Linked DNA regions of Acanthopagrus latus: region 1 is linked to region 2. The links are chromatin contacts, called in public Hi-C maps. All regions are on one chromosome and are shown on one strand. The core of a region is the stretch at or near the end of the contact, and the rest is flanking DNA. Distances in the headings are between cores, read along the strand shown.

Region 1 (3,752 bases), core at 287-2,786, 130 kb after region 2:
AATGAAGCAAATACTAATTAGCTGGAGCCCTGGTCCTGGGACTGAGGTAAGATTGTTTAACGTGCTTAACAGTAAAGCTGGGCAGTACATCAAAAATGTTATCATTATTGTGATACGAGACAATATGTGGTGTTAGAGTTTGGATATCATTATATTGTGATGTGGCACAACTGTTGTCAACTGCTGCATTACATCAAAGACCCTTTTTTTAAAATCACCAGACTGCTCTACTTGATATGTTAATACTTCATTAGTTATTATTTACACATTATTGATTATCATTGATTGCTCTTAGTCAAATTCATCTTATTTATCTGTTTGTTTTGTCTGCTTTTTGTCAAATGAATAGCATTGCTCACACAAATGTAGTGAGGTGGAGAGAGAGTCTGGGTAACCATGAATGTCTGCTGTTTCACCATGGTTTTGCAGAGCAGCAACAAATCAATGAGTAGCAGCCGAACCATGGATCACGCTAGCTAGTTAACTGTTAATGCAGCTTTTCCTTCACTTTTCCATAAATGAAAAAACAAGCTGATCTCAGAGGAGAATAAGGCCCCCAGGACACTGTCTGAAGCTAGCAATGTGGCAGGGTCCACCACATATAAACAAAGTTAAACAGTATGAAATTGTACTGTTCTTTAGTCTCATAAAGAAGTTTGCTTATTCAGTTTTTAAGAAGCCATTCAAAAAAAAAAAAGACTTTCTTTCTGCCCCACAACTACAGAGTACTCCTTTAAATGTTACAGATTAACCAATATTAATAAGTTCCCAACCATTGCACCATCGCTTTGACAGCACCATTTTGTCATAAAAAAACATCCTAACCATCCTTTTTTTAAAGTTTCAGCCACATGTGCAGAGGATCATGATGCAATCTTTACAGGTGGTTTCCCGCTTCCTTGAATGTAGCTACCTTTCCATTATCGTTTCTGTGGTTTTGACACGCAGGAGGTGTTGAAGTTATATGCGTCATCTTTAAAAACATGTTCGCAATGTGTAATTTTTTTTTCTTTCACGTCCATCCACGTGGGTGAAAACAGGATTTGGGGAGGGGGTACATTTTAAATGGACATTAACGGCGACGCCTCTCATTATGATGAGTTAAATCTCTGCATCTGTTTCTCCCGTGTTTTAACAAACTGTCTGACTGTGGCAGCAACAGGGTATACACGAATTAGCTTAACAGACACACACTGTTGTCTTTTCTCTGTTAGCTAGCTTTTTTTCTTCGGAGAGAGGAAAAAAAAACCAACAACAACGCATTTTGTCAGTTGAAGCGACGAACCGGTTCTACCTGAAGATGAAAGCGGCGAAAGGCAATGTCGTGACCGAGAGACAGACAAAACCTTTAAGTGACACTTCAAATCGTAGAGCTGTGGTAGTACTTACGTGAGCGATAAACAAACCGCCGATTTGTGGAGAGACGCTGTCGCCGTGTGAGCAGTGAAGGGGCTCTGAGACCAACCGCTGCTTATATGTGATTGGTCCAACCTCTCATTGCGTCATCCACTGCGCTCACATCGTGTATCACTCATGATGAAAGATGCTCCTGAGTTGCATTAGGGAAATTACAATTACAACATTGTTTTAGAGTTCAGGATATTTTAGTCTCTACTGTTTCAGTTCATTCACTGTTTTAGTGTCTCAAGCCTGTAAGCAGTGGTGGAAGAGGTATTCATTCATTCCTGCATTCATATGTTGAAATTACACAAGTATTAAAATTACTTACTTGGAATCAAAAGTAAAAGTACTCATTCTGCTTGAAAGGGTCACCTTTACTGCTACACACAATGTAACCAGTAATGAAAACAATCAGCCATTGTAATTTTCCAGAAAATGGGTGGCCTACATTTAACATCATATACTTTGAAACTTTCACTCAAGTAATATTCGTAGAGGTGAGATTCATTCTTACTAAAGTAATTTTTTCGTACTTTTCTTTTACCCAGGTATGCATTCAATTTATCATCAGCAGAATAAATTCATAGAATCAGAAGTAAAAGCACTCATTCTTCTAGATCCCCTTAACTGAATAATGGAAAAATTAGCTCAGTTAATTCAACTACTAAACTAATCATCAAACAGCCAGCAGAACGGTCATCAAAACTAGATAGATTTAAAGTAACAGATTTTTTACTTTTGGTACTTTTAAAGCTAATATTGATGTATTTTAATAAAAGTAAGTATTTTGAATGCAGAACATCCAAACAGAGTATTTTTTTTTTTTTAATTTAAAAAAATGTAACCTTGTTCAATGAATTAAAAGATCTGAGTACTTTTTCACCATCTCTCACTATATATTTCATTATCAGATTTAAATGGAGCTATTTTCAACTACTTAGTATATGTTACTACTACAGTAATGAAAGGTACAACGGTGTGTACCTTTCGGTGGGAAAAGCTCAGATGGAAAAAAAAAAACATTTTTATAATAACATGCTAAAATAGCCCAACCAAAAGGGCAAAAGGACAGGTGCTCAAGTATGTAGGTGGCACATTTGTTTGAGGGAGTATGAAGCATTGTAAGTGTAAAAAAAGCCATCAAATGGGATTTAGAAGTTGAGTAAAACTCACAATTCTTTTTAGTGGTGGAGCATTTTGACTGGAGTTTGTCATGGAAGATTTTAACAAGTCAAAAGGTAAAGTATGTTAATCATAGTGTAAGCGGATGACCTGCATTGCTTCACTAATGACTGGGTGCTAAACTGCATTGCTTGAATAATGTCTGCCAGCTAAACTGCACTGAGGAAAGTCTGAAAGCTAAACTGCATTGCTTCACTTCACATCTTTTTCCCTGTTTCTTTAGAAATGCAAATCCCCTGACAACATTGTTTTAACAATTACATTAAGGGCAAATCCTGCCAGACCCTGTTACCCTTTTTGGATTTAATTCACATGGTCACTGCATTAGCGCTTGTTGTGACGTATGTTTCTCTCTCTGTTACATTTCATTCTCATCACAGCTTGAATATAGCCTTCTCATCTGACCTTGACTCATTGTTGATGCAAGCTGTCTCCATTTCCCACTCAACCTATTTGTTTTGTAACCAACATTGACACGGTATAACCACATCCTAGTCTTTGTGTCCTTCTTTCTTATCGAGCTCTATGTAAGCTTTTGTTCCCTTCTGAAGCCTGTATATATCCCTTGGTGCTTCATGAAATTTTACAACGTTGCTAAACTGAACTTGTTTCCAGAGCACTTGTTGCTTCATCTGGTGAGGTAATGGATTACAACAAGGTAATACATTTTGATACCAGTCTTAGCAGAGACTTGTGGCTAGTAGTGTATAATATACATGTCCATCACTAACACATCATCTGCCAATATCCGATCAATCTGTTGATCTTTTTCATCGTTAAATCTCTAGTTTCAGAATCTGACAACACAGATTTCTGTAAATTATAGATATATACCATATAATAGTCATAAGTTGGTACCATGTTACAATGATATATATTCATATAGGCTGTAAAAATGACCACATCAATCCCCTTGTTATGATTTGCAGATCAGTATTAAACATTATGTTTATAATGAGTATGTACACATATTTTTGACATTTCACATACATGTACACATATGTATCTACAGTTGTGTTCAAAATAATAGCAGTCCAAAATCACTAATTATATCAATCACTGTTTTTGGTAGAAATTATATTTTTATATGGCAAATAATTTACTAGTAGGTGTAGTAGAGTAACAGAAAACCAACAGACCCATTAGTCATGACATGCATGCTGCTGAGT
Region 2 (3,751 bases), core at 927-3,426:
CTTTAGCTTAAAAAGCTCAAGTGAAAATATCAGCTGTTGTTGTGCCCCGCTCTTTACAGTGTGTATTCAAGGTTTGAGCTGTTTCCTTGACATCACAGGTAATCCTTGTTTGTTCCATGTTGTGAACACCTGTATGTCCAATGTTTACTAGTTTTTACCCATTACAAAACATCTTCTTATGATGGGAACAATGGCAGCCCTGTGCCTCCGCTGTTCTCATTTCAAAGAGAAATGTGCAGAGATCCACCTTGTCTGAGCCAGAAGGCATGACTCTCTTCTGCCAATCATTCCTCTCCAGTTACTCAGAGACATGGAGCTGGGAGGAGTGGGGGGGTGTCGCTCCTCGTACTGGTTTCAATTTCTCGAGATCTGATCTGTTTCCTCCCAAACAGCTTTAACAAAAAAGTCTTTCATTTAAGCTCAGTTTAAAAGGGGGTAGGGTAGAAAGTGATGTAAAGAGGATACAGAGCCTTTTACTTTTCCTTTGTTTTAAAACCTCTTGTACTGATTTTACCCATCAGGATGCTTTTAATATTGGCATCTGCAGGTAAAAGCTGAGCACATAGGGTAAAAGGTACTTAATTAACAATTACAACAATGTCACATGGGCACATTAAAGGGAAAAAATGAAGTTGTCTTCCAGTAACATGATAATATCAAGTCACCAGCAAAACTTAACATCAATTAATTCTTTCCAATTTCTCAGGTTATGTAACAGGGTTAGACCATCTTTCATGATGTATATACAGTCTCCTCATCCAGACAATGGGCGTTTCTAAATTGCTAAACAGAGCTGTGTCTGAGGTGTGGCTGTATCGCTGATCCCTCATGTGACGAAACTATTTACCTATTCCACCCTGGAAAATGTAATTACACTCTTCCACAGTTTTGTCACAACAGTATCTAGGAAACATACATGAAATCCAAGTGAAAATACCTTGACTACAATAATAATAATAATAATAATAATAATAATAATAATAATAATAATAATAATAATAATAATAATGATAATAATTAGTTATTCATTTTACAAAGTTCTGTTGTCTAAAGTGTGATCGTAAACTAACTCAAGAAGGAATGGTAGTGTTTTGTCGGATGTGATCTATAACAAAGAAGCACAATTAATCACATCAATTTCATTATCGTGTTGTTTTGCATACAGGTAGCATATCATGATAAACAGCCATCATCAGATTCTCACACTTATTACCGTTTACGAACGATTTAAATCATATCATCAAGACTTATTTCACAGTAAAAGTTTGTCAGTCTCTTTACATTTGCAGTTGAGGAGTTAGAGATGAAAATAATTTGTTCTGAAATGGTAATAAATCAAATGATAGGACTGTTTTCCACTCACAAATTCAAGTTGACTGGGTCTTATATTAAAAAACCTGTACAAAGTTGTTGTTGTAATGTTGCGTGTGACTGTGAAATTAAAGCCAGACCACCTTGTTTGGAAGTTTAGAGTTTAGCAGTTCACTACATTTATGTGCTCATTGAATGTTTTCACAACCTTCACGAGCAAATTAGTGCCCGATCGATATATCGATAAATATATCAACCACAAATACATGTGGGTGGTGAGAAAGGTGAGTTTGAAGACTTAAAAGATGGTCAGTTGGGTTAAACAAGCACAGGACTTTCATCTAGTAGACGGCTGTTCATATCCAATGTGAAACAAGAGGGCAGCAGTACTTGTTATCATAGTAATGTCACATATGTAACATAACGGTACTTAACTAAAGTTACGTAGTGATTTTTACCGAAACCATGATATTTTCCTAAACCTAACCAACTCTTTGTGTTGCCTGAATAGATCCAAACAGTAACTGCAAGATTAAGATCCTGTAAGCAGCAACGGCAGTGTCGTATGTCATCTGTGGGAATTGCCGTCGAGGGACCTATTCGGTCGTGTAGGTATAAGAATGTTTTGCTTGAGGGGTCCTTGCAAAAAAGGTGCCCCAAGACATACATTACAGATGTAAATATGAATACATTTACTTTGGATACTTACATGTATTACCAGGAACTTCAGGTACTAGTGTCTACCTTAGGTCACAGCTGGAAACTGGCCAAAAAGACGAAGGAAAACAACTTGTAACGTCATTAAATAACTTGATATCTCAGGCTGTCGTGAGGCCCTGAACGCACCAGAGTAGAGGCTCTACCTGCTTGTGACTGACACATGCTCGAAAACGTAAGAGGCCGTTAACAGCTGACGCCCAAACCACACAAGTGAAAACCAGCAGAGCAGAAAACTTTTTTTTTTTTTTTTTTTTTCCCTTTCCAGTCAGGGCTGACCTCTGGTGTCCGCCTCACTTCCGTGTTCCGCTCACCTGTTACACCTGTATTACTGCGCTGTGCTGTAGGTGCGTCTCCTGCTCGGCCGGTGCACCTGCTGCGTTTTTACTGTGCCATGACGGAGGAGCTCACAACGTGCGATCTAACATGCCCGTCCTCGCCTTATGCCACCGAGGGCACCTCTTTAACAAAACCCTCGGGGATGGACGGTGAGCAGCCCATTTTCTCCGTGTTGAAGGGACAGGGGGAGGAGGCGGACACCGACGCGTCGACCTCCCCCGGCGGCGCGACCACCACCAACAACACCAACACCACCGACGCCGAGTCCGGGATCTTCTCCGCGGAGGGCGAGCTGTGCGTGGAGCATGACTCAGAGCTGGACTGGTTCTGTGGGACCGAGCAGAAACTCATCTGCTCCCACTGCGCCATCGTGGGCTCCTGCCACGGACACACCGTGACCCCTCTGGCCGCCAGAGTAACCGCAGTCAGGGTGAGTGTTCATACACCTGCTGTGTCCGTGTTTCTCCTGTTTATACTGTGTTGACTGGACTATGGCATTATGCTGGTGTTTTGTTTTTTGTTTTTTTTTAAACTTTAAAAATAAAGTCTTGAAGTTACATATTTCATTATGTGGACACCTGCAGGAGGTTACTTTCACTTCGTGTGAATGGGGTTGCCATCTTACTTCCTAATGTGTGCTCTGTGCAGTTTAAGAGAAGAAATCCAAACTCAGATTGGTAATATTTACAATATTAATGAGGCAATAAAACAAACTCAGGCAAAATATGATGAATAAACAAGCTGTTCTCAGAGGAAAGTAACTTTTGAGGCTAGAAAGGTGGCAGGGTCCGCCAAATATAAACAAAGTAAAGCAGTATTAAACTGTGCTGTCCTTTAAGGTTAGTTTGTTTATTCAGTTGTAAAAAAACAAACAAAAAAAAACAAGAGAGTTTGTTTATTTAGTTTATTTAGGCAATGAGTACATTTCCCCTCTGATTAAAATTTCTTCACTGCACCTTTAAGATGTATGTTTTCACTTATTTGACCTAATTTACATGAAAAATATTTCCCTCTTACTTTGCCTTTGAGCCTCTATGACAAAAAGAAAATATGTATTTTTCCCGTTTATCAGCAACTTTGTAGATAATGGAAGCTGATAATGTGTGGAAAGTGTTTCTGAGTTTGACAGAGCGATGAGTGCACTTCATAATTCGTCCCTGGGTGTGCCATGTGTCGTTTTTTGTTTTTTTTCTCGCTGCTCATTTGTGTGGTATTTGAAGAGACAGGATTTTCTTGTTGCGTCTCCAGCTGATGATACTCATGTGCTATTTTCTAAAACCACAGCGTGTGTGTGTGTGTGTGTGTTTTCTCACTAGAACCAACTCGTGGATGTGTGTGAGAAAATACAGCTGCAGGCACTGAGGATTGAGAAGTTTATCGACCA

The links. Hi-C and Micro-C count contacts between places; a contact is called where the count stands out from the background.
Region 1: a contact with region 2 is called in a Hi-C map of muscle, with 2.4 times the contacts expected there. The contact joins the promoter of ass1 here to the promoter of bspry in region 2. A contact is called at or near these places in 2 of 4 Hi-C or Micro-C datasets (liver and muscle).

Annotation. Positions count from the first base shown.
Region 1 is chr12:15,665,000-15,668,751 of fAcaLat1.1, forward strand. ass1 (argininosuccinate synthase) reads right to left here and starts at 1,537. Exons shown (of 17, transcript XR_005078105.1): 1 at 1,390-1,537.
Region 2 is chr12:15,533,831-15,537,581 of fAcaLat1.1, forward strand. It overlaps bspry (B box and SPRY domain-containing protein), which reads left to right and starts at 2,177. Exons shown (of 7, transcript XM_037117232.1): 1 at 2,177-2,203; 2 at 2,297-2,797; 3 at 3,684-3,751. The coding sequence starts at 2,192.